Regions from separate parts of the Mus musculus genome. Here all the other regions are linked to region 5. A link is a contact called in public promoter capture Hi-C data. All regions are on one chromosome and are shown on one strand. Each heading gives the region's core, a stretch centred on a gene start, on an enhancer-like site or on the middle of the called end of the contact. The rest is flanking DNA. Distances are from core to core; before and after follow the strand shown.

Region 1 (2,700 bases), core at 69-2,568, 4.7 Mb before region 5:
TACAATTTAATAAATAAATAACTTCCTATTTTGCTATAAAAACTAGAATTGTTGGCATTAACGTGGGGTCAGCTGTTTACCAAGAAGAGGGAAGGAAGAGGTGGGGGGTGGAGCAGAAGTCTTGGGACCAAGCAGTGTCCCAGAAGCACAGTTGGCCTTCAGAAGGAAGTATGTAGAGGGTTATTTCTCAGAAGCACTGGTCAGTTCACCCCCAGAGTGTTGGCATATTACTGGGTGTTGAGCCTTTTGCCTACTACCGTCTGGGCCCCAGCTCCTCGCTCCAGTCAGTCTTATGCCCTTCCTGAGTCCTCAGGCTTGCGCGGACAGGGGCTAAAGTGCCAACATGAGCTCTCGAGCCCTGTTCTTTGCAGGGGAATCCTACAGAGAAATGGTTCAGACTTTCAGATCCAAACCACTCCCAACTCTATTCGTGTGCTGCACTTACAGAGTGACAGACCGTTTGAAACAGGCTGATCTCTGGGCCGTAGTGCCGCAAGCCTTTAATCCCAGCACTTGGGAGGCAGAGGCAGGCGGATTTCTGAGTTCAAGGCCAGCCTGGTCTACAAAGTGAGTTCCAGGACAGCCAGGACTGCACAGAGAAACCCTGTCTCGAAAAACAAAACAGAAAGAAAGAAAGAAAGAAAGAAAGAAAGAAAGAAAGAAAGAAAGGAAGGAAGGAAGGAAGGAAGGAAGGAAGGAAGAAAGAAAGAAAGAAAGAAAGAAAGAAAGAAAGAAAGAAAGAAAGAAAGAAAGAAAGAAAGAAAGAAAGAAAGAAAGAAAGAAAGAGAGAAAAAGAAAGAAAAAAGAAAAGAAAGAAAGGCTGTTTTAGCTTCTTCTCCCAGACCTGCTTCTTGGGTTCTAACATGCATTTCTACCGGCAAGGCAGACAGTAAAAGTTTTCTGGACGTGGGCGGCCAAACCTAGATGCCCCTGGGGATGCCAGTGTAAAGGCCGTATAAAGGTCCTGGACAGCTGCTGGTCACCCGAGTTCCAAAACACTAACTTCCTCTTTTTTTGTTTAGAGACCATTCACCCATAGCAAATGAAGGGCATGTTTTTGGTCCTTGTGCTGTGGGAAGGCTAGGAATTAGGAATGAGAACTACTTGAGTGGACTTTGAGAATTGTTCTGTGTTGGGTTCACGGTGAGGTGAGATGGGGCTGTGTAGGAGCAGGGCGACAGCTGGGATGATAAGCGGCTCCCATCGGTTGGTCGATCGATGCGTTCGGCGCGCAGCAAAGTCCCGGAGGTGGGCATGGGCGGGTGGTGAGCTCCGGTGGGAGGGACGCTCGTGGCGGAGAGTTGCAATTGGTAGAGCCTTAGCAAGAGGCGGGTCTTAATTGACTGGTATCTGCGAGCGGTGGGGTTAACTAGCTGAGCTGCGGCCCGGGCCTAGGCACGATCCCTAATCTCTAAAGCAGCCCCTTGGACCTGCGACCACAGTCTCACGCCATGGATCGCCATCTCTGCACCTGTCGCGAGACCCAGCTCCGGAGTGGCCTCCTGTTACCTCTGTTTCTACTAATGATGCTGGCAGACCTGACGCTCCCGGCCCAACGTCACCCCCCGGTGGTGCTGGGTGAGACTCGTGTTCAGGGTGGTGGTGGGTGGATCCTGCAGGATCCAGTGCAGCCAGGGTCTGGTGGGCCAACTGCTCTGTTGTGCATCTGCTTTAAGCACGAAACCCAGAGCATTTGGTTTCTAACCTGGGTCAGTTCGGTTAGCCCACCTCCCGCCATACCGGGCATGGGTGTGGTCTGGAGCCCTCTGAAACGTGAGAGTAAAGGGAATAGATAATGTCTGGCTTTCCACTCCACCTAACTGCAACAGCTCCAAACCTTGCCTCGCCATGCCCCCATTTCTTAGCTGGAAAGACTGAGGCAATTCAACCCTACTTCAGCGGGTTCCTAGGCAGTCTCAGAATCGGTCATTACCTCCTACCCTCTCTATTTCACAGGGAATGAGTGGTAGCAAGTTCTATCCACGCTGGCCCCCAAAAGCATTTCTCTGCTCTCAGCTTATGGAATGGATGGTATTGACTTTCGAGGAGATGGCCTAAGGGAAACAGGGTGGCTAAGGGAAGGGAGGAGAGAGGAATGGGGTTGGGACAACAGTCTTGAACTGGCGTTGAGGGAGTCCGGGAGTCTGAGAGCATGCCTCCACTCTCCGCTTCCAGACCTAATTACTCTAGGCTGTACTGAGGCCAGGTGACATTCCCTGCCCACTTGCTCTTCTGTCTTAGACTTGGCAGCGGAACAGAAATAACAATGTTTCTATGTGGTAATAGGCCAGGCTAAAATCTCTAGGAGTCTTAGATGCCCCATTCAGCCAATGGAAGTCGTTTTGAACTGGTGTTTCGCTGGCCAGGACTCCTGAGAACAGAGACATGCTGAAACGTACGCTATATATATGTTTATGTATGTATATGTGTGTGTGTGTGTATATATATATATATTTTCTTTCTGCTGGAGCATAAATTCCTGTGCTCTTTCTTCCCTTTTTTCTTTTTGTCTTGTCTTAGACAGGGTTTTTCTGTGTAACCCTGGCTGTCCTGGAACGCACTCTGTAGACCAGGCTGGCCTTGAACTCAGATACCCACCTGCCTCTCCCTCCCAAGTACTAAGATCAAGGGTGTATGCCACCATGCCTAGCTGAGAAACCCTCTCTTGAAAAGCAATGTCATTCTAGGTCAGCGAAGGGG
Region 2 (2,700 bases), core at 111-2,610, 4.6 Mb before region 5:
TTTGGAATTCTGGGAACTTCTCAGAGGGTATATATAAATGCTAGAGCCCCGTCTTCAGGGAGGTTGGAGGCAAATTGTTAGTAGTCTGACCATACACTGCACCAAAACCTCCAAAATTGTGAGCTAAAACTCCTTCCATATTTACCTCATTTTTCGTAGCAATGACAGTTTAACATCATCTCTAAATACTGTATATCTTTTAAATAGCCAAATCCACTTTCAAAAGGCCTACATCAATTCTGTTTATTTATTTTGATACACGTTCTCACTGTGTAGCTCTGCCTGGCCTTGAAAGAAGAGATCTATTGATCCATGCCTCTTGAGTATTAAAGGCCTGATCAATCACACACAAAGTTTTTGTTTTTTGCTTTTTGTTTTTTTTTTTTTTGGAGACAAGGTCTCACTATGTAGTCCTTTTTGGGCTGGAACTCAGAGATCCACATGGTACTGCCTCCCAAATGCTGGGAGGGAAGGTGTGTATTACGACACAAGCAAAAGAGAAAGAAAGAAAACCAATCCTAAGGGGCGTGGGTTGCACATGCTTACTTATAATCCCAGCACTGGAGCGACGGAGGCAGAACTGCTGTGTGTCAGAGGTCTGCTTGGGCTCCATAGCCCGTACTATGTCAACCAGAGCTACACAGCAAAACTATCTCAACAGAACAAAAACAACAACAGAAATCAGGTAAAATGAGGTCAACTCTTAGAGATGGATCATCCATTCTTAAGCTTACAGTGTGTATGCTCTTCATTACTGCCTTTGGGAGCAGAGCAGACATATACAGTACTCACTTTGCGGCAGTCGGTGGCAGCAGCCTCTGGGTTTTCCTCCTCGTGGACCAGGTCCAACAACTGGAAGCCCGCATCCCCGACAGCTTCTGACCCACACTGAGGCTCCAAACTGTTCGAGGTTCCCGAGGATCGGTGGCTGGAGACCACCCTGTAGCGGCCCTCTTTACGGACCTCGCGCACCGAGGCACGAAGATCGCGGCGGATACGCAGCTGGCTGCTCCGGGACGGGCGCAAGGCAGCCCGCACAAGCTGCTGGATTGGCTCCTCCTGAGGGGCGTCGGGAAAAGAGATGACTGCGACACGGGCAGCGTTCAAAGATCGCTCCCACAAAGAGTCCATTCACCCTTCTCATACCTGGGATCGCACGGTGGCAACCAACTGGAAGACATTTCTCTCCGCCGCCGCCGCCTCCTGGCCCTCTGGCGTCTCCCGAGCCGCCGACTCGACCTCGCTGCTCCGGGGGCGTTTACAGGCCAGCACGAGCGCCTCGGCGGGCTCCGCGTTGCGCTTCCGCTTCACGCGCAACACCGCAGTCCTGCCGGCCTCCATAGCGGCGATCGCGGAGTACTGTGGGAAGGCGCGGGGCGCGACGGGATGTCCATCCAGTTCAGCGGGCGGGGCCTCACGGAACGTCACGCTACGCCTCGACGCCCCACCCACAGTGGGAGAGGCAAAATGGCCGCGGGAGTGGCGGCGAGTGGATCGCTTCCCACAGCGGGTGAGCTGTTGGGCTTGCTGGGGAGGTTGGGCCGTGGCTGGGCCTGGGTGCAGTCGGTCTTCCGGCCTCATTTTTAGGGCTCTGGCGTTGGGGATATTTGGGTTTCCGGTGTACTTATCTTCCGGGCTGCTCCAGAGTCCACGTGGAGTGGTTCAAGCACCCTGAGCAGGTCTGCCGCAGCGGTCCGCGTGGGTGACTGTCCTTTCTCAGACTGTCGCCGGGCGCAGGACTTGTGTCAGAAGCCTCGCCCCAGTCACTCACACCGGGCGGGACCTCAGTTGTATGCAGCGCCCCTAACCCAGCCGGGAACGGTTCGGTCCCGGGACCGTTCGGGCGGTTTTGCTTCGGGATGGCTTTCTCAGTTCGTATTCTGAGCAGTTTGGGAACCATTCAGTTCACGACACTCACCCGGAGAAGCGCCAGACGTTTGTGTGCCCGAGGTGGACATGCTTTTGATTAAAACACTGGAGTGGCCCTCAGTGCATTTTTAAGTGTGTTCTTAGTGAAACCCTAGCGACATCACAGATAAGCAAGTGTCCTTAATCTGTTGCGGAATAACCACTTCTGCGCTTTTACTGTATAATGTTAGCTCATTGCTCGGCTTACCCTGCCTTCTCACTTGCCTTCACTTGAAGGCTGGACCCCGATGGACTTGTGGGGCCTTTTTAATTATGTAGGAATTTCTGAAAAGTGGCGAAACTTCCAAACAGCCCTATATATTTACTGTAGGCCCCCCCTCACCCCCAAATTTTTCTTCAGACAGGAATCTCATTGTGCAGCCCTGACAGGCATGGAACTCATAGAGATGGTCCTGCCTCTGCTTTTCTAGTGCTAGAATCAAAGACATGCAACGACACGTTGTTCTGTTTTGTTCTTGTTTTATGACAAGGTCTCACAGCATTGCCCAGGATGGCATCAAACTTTAGATCCTTCTGCCTCAGTTTCCTACGTGCTGAGATTTTAGACATGAGCTACCACAACTGGCTTTTATTATAGTTTTTGATGGTATATCCTATATAAAAAATGAAAATTACTCTTGTCAGAAATATCAAAATACTGGTTAATTTTCTTTTGAGATGGGCTGTCACTATGTAGTTCTTGCTGGCCTAGAACTTACTATGAAGACCATGTTGACTTTGAACTTACACAGAGATCTGCCTGTCTCTGCCTTCCAGACCTGAGATTGAAGG
Region 3 (2,700 bases), core at 88-2,587, 3.3 Mb before region 5:
CAGGCTGGCCTCGAACTCAGAAATCCGCCTGCCTCTGCCTCCGGGGTGCTGGGATTAAAGGCATGCGCCATCACGCCCAGCAAGAATTGTTTTCTTTAGCCACTAACAAACTGCATATTTGGAAACAACTTAATTCTATGCTAAGGAAACACACAAGCCACAGTGAAAGTAACATTACACCTCTCTAACCCACTAAAACTACTTCAAACAACGAGTTTCCACATGCCAAAGGAAACTTCATCCACGAGTCTTTAAAGCCCCTCCATCTGTTCCTTGATACAACTACCAACAGTGTCTGCACCCCCCCCCCCCATTCTTACCAATTGTTAAAATAAAGCTTAAACAGTGTTCACCCCATCAGGGCCCCTAGTATCCCAGGCATTCCGAACAATACAACTGAATTCAGACTCAAAAGGCTCCGTCTTGAGGTTTTTTTTTTTTTTTTTTTTTTTTGGCTCTGGTTGAGTTAGCTGCACAAAGCCTGCTTCAGACCAGGCACTAGCGCCGACTTGACTGCAAGTAGACTCCCTACTGGACCTTCATATTTGTTAACTCCTCACACTAATTATCTTGTAAAACTTCCGAACACGTGCAACAGGTCTGGCCGGATGAACGGCTGGAGCAGGCAAGGGTGGCAGTGAGCTACCCAAGGGAACTGTAGGCTGGCCCCAATCTGCACCTGCCTCGTTTTTAGAGGAACAAGCCGACACCTTATTCATTCCCATTTTAAAGGTACCATTCGACCAGAATCCCAAATCGAAACTTGGCTATGATCCCTGCCTCATCCAGAAAATCGTTCATCGGGGACTCCGAGACCGGGGTTTCAGTGACAGCTTTTACAGGCACGGGCACACGAGACTGAAGCTCGGTCTTAAACGGCGCCCAGCCGTTCTGGGAAAAGGCGCGGCCTCGGCGGGTAGCATCGTTCCGGCTCCGGGGCCTCGCCAGGCGGGCCAGACTCAGGAGTGGCGGCCTCGGTGGGGGTGCGAGGCTGTCAATGGGTACCGAGCACCGCGGTGTGGAGCCGCTGGGGTCGCTTGTCCCAACCCGTGTCCCCGGCCGCCGCGTTTGTGCCCGGCGCGCCCGTGACTCAGCAGCCCTGCGCCGTGTGGCCGCCACGCGCCACCCGCTCACCGGTTGAAATGATCCACCACACTGAGCAGCACCAGGGGGTGAACCACCACCTTCTGCACCGCCAGCTCCGGCATCGCGACACAGCCCGACCACCGGCCCGGCTCCCTGCAACCCGCAAACACCAGCAACCGCAGCGACACAGGCCGCTCCTCCAGGCCCCAGCACCTCCCCTTCCGGTTTGACCGCCGCTGCACAGTCGACTTCCGCTCCCAGAGCGCTTTGCGCTCGTGCCCGCCCTGTCGCCAGGGGCGCCATCTTGAGAAAGGGAAAGAACCGCCTTGCCTTCTGTGGGACTTAGGCTATTGACGAAGCTTGGCATTGAGCCTTTCCCTAGGTTTTTGTTTTTGTTTTTGTTTTCGTTTTTGTTTTTCCTCAGTTGTTTGCCAGCTCACCATTTCTCCTCCTTGGAAGGTTGTAGAAAAAGGCAGATAAACATAAGTAGTAACAGCGTGTACTTCTACTAATCAAATAATTAACGACATATATTTAACTTTCTTTTTTTTTTTTCAAAGATTTACTTATCTATTATATGTAAGTACACTGTAGCTGTCTTCAGACACACCAGAAGAGGGAGTCAGATCTCGCTACGGATGGTTGTGAGCCACCATGTGGTTGCTGGGATCCGAACTCTGGACCTTCGGAAGAGCAGTCAGGTGCTCCTACCCACTGAGCCATCTCACCAGCCCTTAACTTTCACTTAACACTTTAAGTCAGCACTGTTTCAAAATTTCCCAGAGGAGTTTCATTTGTTTGTTTGTTTGTTTTTGGGTTTTGGTTTTTGTTTTGTTTTGCTTCTTTTTTTTTTTTTTTTTTTTTTTTTGAGACGGTGTTTCTTTATGTAACAGCCCTGGCTGTCCTGGAACTCACGTTGTAGACCTGACTGGCCTCTACCTGCCTCTGTTCCCTGAGTGCTGGAGTTAAAGTCATATGCCATCACACCTGGTTTTTATTTATTTATTTTTAATGTTTTATTTCATTGCTTTTGAAGTTGGGCCTTCTATGACATTGACTAGCATGGAAATTGTTGTATAGTCCAGGGTGGTCCCCTGTCTCTACCTCCTCCTAAGTACAAGGGTGACAGCATATGCGACCACACGTGGTTTAGAGATGCTCTCGGTCTCTAACACCAAGGGCACACTTTGGGTGTATGACTGGATACTTTATCTATAGTTTTTATTTCTGGGAATTTTCCTTAATGCTCACTGTGACATAATGAGTGCAACAACATTCAGGTTTTGTTAATCCCAAAGATTTGGGGAGAAAGGCCACCAACCCAAAACACCATGGCTAAATTAATTAAAATTAATTAATTAAAGCAAGCATTTTTATTTATTCAATTTAATTTAGTTTTTATAGGGGTCCCCAATTTCAATTCAATGCTTGGGTGTAAGTATCTGTCTGTCTAAGTCAACTGCTGGTAGGGCCTCTTAGAGGACAGCCATGCCAGTCTCCCGTCTGTAAGCATATCATAGCTTTAAAACAAGCATTTTTTTATTTGTGTACATGGGCTGTCTCTTCCTAAAAACGGGTGTGTGTGTGTGTGTGTGTGTGTGTGTGTGTGTGTGT
Region 4 (2,700 bases), core at 183-2,682, 3.8 Mb before region 5:
AGCCCTGCAAGTGATCCATCTCATGCTGGATGATTCGAGCTGTCCAACCACTTGCCGACCACACCACTGGCTCTCCTTTTGGGTCCAGTCCTGCAAAGGAAGTTACAGGCTCGATGAGGTGAGGCTTTGCTGAACTCATGCCCAACCTCCTGTCCCTACTTTGTTTCCTGCCCTGGCCATGCCTATTTATATCCTATCTACAGAGGCAGCATCCAAGAGTGAATGTGGATAACAGCTCTTATCCCTCCTAGAAAGGGTACCCCAATTTTGTCCAGTGCCGACTTTTTACTCAGCGTGATTCCCAGCACTACTACAGGGCAAGGATAAGAAATCAAAACTCTTTTCAAGGGCTGTTTATCAAAGGTATTTCATGCCAGGCATGGTGGCACACACCTTTTAATCCCAGCACTCAGGAGGTAGAGGCAGGCGGATTTCTGAGTTCGAGGTCTACAAAGTGAGTTCCAGGACAGCCAGGGCTATACAGAGAAACCCTGTCTCGACCCCCCCCCCCCAAAAGAAAGGTATTTCAGCTTGGCACTGTAGCAAATAACCATATTACATAAAACAATGTGAATGTGAAGCATGGAATGGTTTGTTGCCCTAGTCTGGGTAAATCTGGGTCCCACTTTCTTACACAAGCCCCACCACGATAAACTGGGAAAATCGTGTGTGCAATACAGACACACTTACATGGGAATCTATATACCTACTCATGAGAAAGGGGAAAGACAGGCTCCATATCTAAGGAATCACCCTGCAACCCATCTAGGCGGGCCTGACCTGCTCTTCAGGAGTTCAGTTGGCTCCCGAGTGCCGCTGTGTCTGCACTGTCTCTAGCCAGAGAGAGCAAGACCACCCCGCTGCCCACGTCCCCTGCACCTGAGATCTGCACGGCTTGGAAGCGAGGCACACACGCCAGAAAGCCGGCGACACTCTCGCAGCCCTCGGGGAAGGTGACCAAGCGGCTGTCCAACACTCTCAGACTGGGGTTCACCAGCACCCGAAGTGGGAAGGGTTCCATCTGACGCAGTTCGCGCAGGCGCGGTGAGAAGGCTCGGAGGAGCTTGTCCGGGAACTCGAGCGCCAACACTTGCAGCGGCACCCCGAGCTGCGGCGCACTAAGGCCCACACAGCCACGCCGTCGCATTACCTGCACCATCCGCCCCACCAGCCGCTGCAGCTCCGGCCCCGCTAGCTGCTCGGGTTCCACCGGGGCCGCCACGACGCGCAGCACCGGGTCCCCGACCTGGCACACGTGCGCGTATGGCGGCTGCGGCGCGCCACATACAAGGCGCCTGAGGTACCGCCAGTAGGAGCGCGTGCGCGCCGGGCCCTCCAAGGCGGCCAAGGAGCTGCACCTCTGCGCCCGGCTCCCCGGAACCCACGCCGGCCGCGGCAGCCTGCCCAGCAGCAACATGGCGCGGGGAGACGCCGCGGCCCTTCCTTCCGCTAGCGCCAAAGACGCCGGGAAGCGTAGTTCCCGTGTAACTTCCGGACGCCCATCGTCGGGAACAGCAGGCGAGTGGCGACAGTTGTCGGTTTTATTAAAGCTGCAAATACCACAGGGCCCGCGCTATCCTGGGCAAAGCAACTGCACACACCTTCCCGCTGCAGAAGCGCGTACCCTCAGGGCTGCTCCCCAGGCTGCGGGCAGGGGACACTGCCTATGGCTCCTCCCTCACTCGGTGGCTCGGCTGGCAGCGGCTCCCCCTCCATGGGCTCCTGAGGCAGCGGCTCCCCTGGTTCCCTCTTCTCTGTTACAGGCTCCATGCTCCGCTGCTCCGCAGGGAGCTCTGGAGCTGGGGCCACGAGGTCCGGCCCCAGCTCCTGCTCATCTAAACAGAAAACTGTTTCTCTCTTAGGCAAAATAAAGGCGAGAGGTTCCTGGATGGCGCTGATGTTCACGTGTCCAAGGTTTCCGTGCTTAGAGAGCTGGGTGGGTGAAATGCCTGACCCAGATGGTAGGGAAAAAGAAATGAAAAAGAAAAAAAAAGTTATTAAATTCAATGCAGAGATCTCAGGGATGGTGTGGGGCAGGGGAGGGGACACTCAGAGAAAAGATTTAACACAATTACATATTTCAATACAACAAGAACATCTTTTTGGGTTTTTTGTTTTTTTGAGACCTGGCTATGCTGGAACTCTATAGACCAGGCTGGTCTCTTATCTCACAGAGATCGTCCTGCCTCTGCCTCCCAAATGCTGGTATTAAAGTTGTGCCAGGCTAAGGGCATCTCTGTAATACAAAAGGACAGTTAGTTATATTGGAGCCCCATTGTAAGGGTGGATGGAGCCTGAGCCAGGAGACACTCAGTAAATACTGGAGTCCAGGCACAGATCCCAGCTATTTGGGAGGCAGAGGCAGGAGGATCTCTGAGTTCAAGGCCAGTTGGGTATACCAAGTTAGTTCCAGGGTAGCCAGTGCTATATACTGAGATCCTGTCTAGTGTCAAACCAAAAACAAGGGCTACAGACATGGCTCAGTGGTTAAGTACTCTTCCAGAGGTCCTGAGTTCAATCCCCAACAACGTGGCTCACAACCATCTGTAATGGGATCTGACGCCCTCTTCTGACATACACGCAGGTGTGCATTCAGATAGAGCACTCACATAAAATCTTTAAAAAGACAAAACGAAAACAACAATGATAAAAGCCAGGCTGTGGTGAAGAACACCTTTAATCCCAGCACTCAGGAGATTT
Region 5 (2,700 bases), core at 189-2,688:
TTCTGCTACAGATACCGAGAATCTTACTCAATGCCTACACTATAATTCAGTTAGCGAAACTGTTAACGCTACATATAAGCAAATGAAGTTATACCTCTAAGATTTAGTCCTAAAATACCTAATAAACTAATATCTCTAAGGCTTATCCCTAAAGGTTGAACTGGCACTGGCAGCTTGAGGGTAGAGGACCTCACAATTTACAAGGCTGTCACGGATGAGTTCCGGCTGCACCATAAGCAGCGAACGTGATGTTATGACTTTGGACATTTGCTTTAACAGGGGGGAAGATGGTACCTTGCCTCGTAAGGCTCTGTATGCAGAATTTCGTGTTTGAGGCTACGAGAAGGAAACCTATGGCCTTGGGCAAGTGCTCTCTACCATTAGGTTTGGAGGATTAAAATGAGCACCTACTCACTCAACACCAAAACAAACGGATCTCCTGGCTTACTGAAGAGGTGCTTCCTGGAGGAATATCCGGTATCAGGTAACCGTAACAGCCAAACCGTGGAAAGCTTCCTCCCCCGCCTCTGCCTATAATCTCCGGTTCCACCATCACCTCCTTTTTATCTTGCACAGTCTTCAAATGGGTACTATTAGCCTTCGGGTTTTTTTTTTCTTTCTTTTACAGTAAACAGAGGTTCAGAGGAGAAACAACATTTTGCCTAACTACCAAATGCACAAGTTCAAACCAGATCCCCGGCTCCCGGGCGGTTTCTGATAGTTGCACATTTTGAACAAACAGAATTTTTACCCCTTGCTGATTGAATAGTCTTTCAATCTCGAGTCTTCCTATGCAGCCTCGGTGGGACTCCCACTTCCTCAACCTCCCCCGCGTGGTGGAAATACACGAGTGTGCCACCACGTTAAACTCGCAAGCCTTAAAGGACTCGTTCCCACTCTGAAGACACAAGTGGGCGAAGAGTCCACGAGGCCATTTGCCCACGGCAAGCATTTCCCTAACCTCACGCCTACCGAACCTCTCGGGCCTAAAACTGCCCCTGCGGCTCCGGCCGAGGTGCCGGGCAGCTCTCTCCTATGAGCGCTCTCCACTTCCTCCGCGACAGAGAAGCTGGGAGGCCACTTCTTTACCCTGCTGCAAGAAGGATGGCTTCGGTACCCGACGGATGCTGAATCGCTTCAAGGCCTAAGCCACCGCCACTGCCGATCCGCCGGCGTCCGCCATTAGCCTTCAAGACGGGCCTTCGGGTGCCGCGCGACGGGAAAAAGGTATCTAGCCCCCGCCTGATAAATAGATGTAAATTTGGGATGTTTTCATCTTGCACCTGAAGACTAATGAGTTATCTAAAATTTATACGTTACGGTAAGTTTTCTGTAAAATAGAAGGTTAGTTTTAAAAATAGACTTCCAATGGTTTTGATCGGGCATATCTGTGGGCAGCCCCAAAGGTCACCGCGCCAACGCAGAGGGGACCTCGCAAGCCCGGAAGCGCCCACCGGGAGCCAAGATGGCGGAGGTGGAGTCTCCGCTGAAATTGTCAGGAGCTCCTCCGCCACCGGAGGGGGTGGGAGGAGGACACTGCTCCGAAATCTCCACCGAGCTCATTCGCTCTCTGACAGAGCTGCAGGAGCTGGAAGCTGTGTACGAACGACTCTGTGGCGAGGAGGTGGGGAGCTGAACCTCCTTTTTCCTGGAGGATCCGGTGGCAGAGGGCATCACGGGTGTCGATCGCTTTACCAGGGAAAACGAGAAAGCAGCTTCCCAAGAGGCTTTAATGTAGTTGGGCATTTGGGTACACCTGTCAGTTCTACTCAAGCTTATTTGACCTGTTACCTGGACTACTTCCTTGGTCTGCCTCCGTATTGATTTCCCTGACGAGTAAAACTGGAAGTGGTGTGTGTGTGTGCGCGTACATGTATGTATTACATGCACACATACATATGTGTATACCGAATTGGCTTGACTTCAGAATAAGAATTGCTTTGGCTTGGGAAGTGAAAAGTTACGAAAGTTTCTTCTCGACTCATTTAAAGGAGAAGTTCCTTTCTATTTAGCTTGAAGGTCTAAGACTTTTTCTCTTGGAAGAAATGATTATGTGTGTATTTTTAGCATTTCAGTTAAGTGTAGGCATTTGGATGTTTTCTTATTTTGAGACGGCCTCGGTGTTGCCCATATTGTCTTCAAATTGGCTACCTTCCTAGAGCAACCTCTCAAGCTACTGGCATTATAGGCGAGCTCACAACTCCCTAGAAGTTTGAAATCTCCCTGTTAGGACTTTGAAGTTTTAAGACTAAGGCGCAGCTGTCTGGTCTCGGACAAGTGATTTCATCTCTTGTACCTCGGATGTGTGGTCAATCAAGTAACAGGTGTGGAAAGGATTCGGCTTCCTTTCTATTAATAGCATGCTATATCTCTTTATATACGTTTGTTTCTTTTCCATGGCAGTCTGGTGCTGTCAGTTCGTGGATGGATTCCTTGCAAGTCAGAAGATGTAACCTCTCACCTAAAAACCTTGGCAGCTGTTTTTCCCAGGGAACTTTTTTTTTTTTTCTTTTTAGATAGGCTCTAACTATCTAGCCCTACCTGGCCTGCAACTCACTATGTAGACCAGGCTTGCAGTGAACTCAGTAATCTGCCTGCCGCTGTCACTCAAGTGCTGGGATTAATGTCATGCAGCTCTCAAAGCGCTCTGAATAGAGGAAAAGAGAGTTGTTACTACCTTTGAATGTTTTCAAGTACTGC

What was found. Promoter capture Hi-C pulls out the DNA fragments that hold promoters and counts their contacts. Capture Hi-C pulls out chosen DNA fragments and counts their contacts.
Region 1: a contact with region 5 is called in a promoter capture Hi-C map of adipose tissue. The contact joins the promoter of Pla2g15 here to the promoter of Cog4 in region 5. A contact is called at or near these places in 1 of 39 promoter capture datasets (pre-B cells) and 1 of 9 other capture datasets (adipose tissue).
Region 2: a contact with region 5 is called in a promoter capture Hi-C map of pre-B cells, with 4 times the contacts expected there. The contact joins the promoter of Slc7a6os here to the promoter of Cog4 in region 5. A contact is called at or near these places in 3 of 39 promoter capture datasets (cranial neural crest, liver and pre-B cells).
Region 3: a promoter capture Hi-C map of pre-B cells shows a contact between it and region 5. The contact joins the promoter of Psmd7 here to the promoter of Cog4 in region 5. A contact is called at or near these places in 3 of 39 promoter capture datasets (liver and pre-B cells).
Region 4: a promoter capture Hi-C map of liver shows a contact between it and region 5, with 4 times the contacts expected there. The contact joins the promoter of Pdf here to the promoter of Cog4 in region 5. A contact is called at or near these places in 4 of 39 promoter capture datasets (hippocampal neurons, liver and pre-B cells).

The regions. Positions count from the first base shown.
Region 1 is chr8:106,149,036-106,151,735 of GRCm38.p6, forward strand. Pla2g15 (phospholipase A2, group XV) reads left to right here and starts at 1,319. Exons shown (of 6, transcript NM_133792.3): 1 at 1,319-1,578. The coding sequence starts at 1,452.
Region 2 is chr8:106,209,573-106,212,272 of GRCm38.p6, forward strand. It overlaps Slc7a6os (solute carrier family 7, member 6 opposite strand), which reads right to left and starts at 1,361. Exons shown (of 5, transcript NM_001007567.2): 1 at 1,147-1,361; 2 at 793-1,059. The coding sequence starts at 1,341. It overlaps Prmt7 (protein arginine N-methyltransferase 7), which reads left to right and starts at 1,482. Exons shown (of 18, transcript NM_145404.1): 1 at 1,482-1,510.
Region 3 is chr8:107,587,145-107,589,844 of GRCm38.p6, forward strand. It overlaps Psmd7 (proteasome (prosome, macropain) 26S subunit, non-ATPase, 7), which reads right to left and starts at 1,338. Exons shown (of 7, transcript NM_010817.2): 1 at 1,135-1,338. The coding sequence starts at 1,208.
Region 4 is chr8:107,047,182-107,049,881 of GRCm38.p6, forward strand. Pdf (peptide deformylase (mitochondrial)) reads right to left here and starts at 1,433. Exons shown (of 2, transcript NM_026513.2): 1 at 880-1,433; 2 at 1-90. The coding sequence starts at 1,417. It overlaps Cog8 (component of oligomeric golgi complex 8), which reads right to left. Exons shown (of 5, transcript NM_139229.4): 5 at 1,528-1,949. The coding sequence ends at 1,627.
Region 5 is chr8:110,845,586-110,848,285 of GRCm38.p6, forward strand. It overlaps Cog4 (component of oligomeric golgi complex 4), which reads left to right and starts at 1,439. Exons shown (of 19, transcript NM_133973.2): 1 at 1,439-1,624. The coding sequence starts at 1,466. It overlaps Sf3b3 (splicing factor 3b, subunit 3), which reads right to left and starts at 1,218. Exons shown (of 26, transcript NM_133953.2): 1 at 1,090-1,218.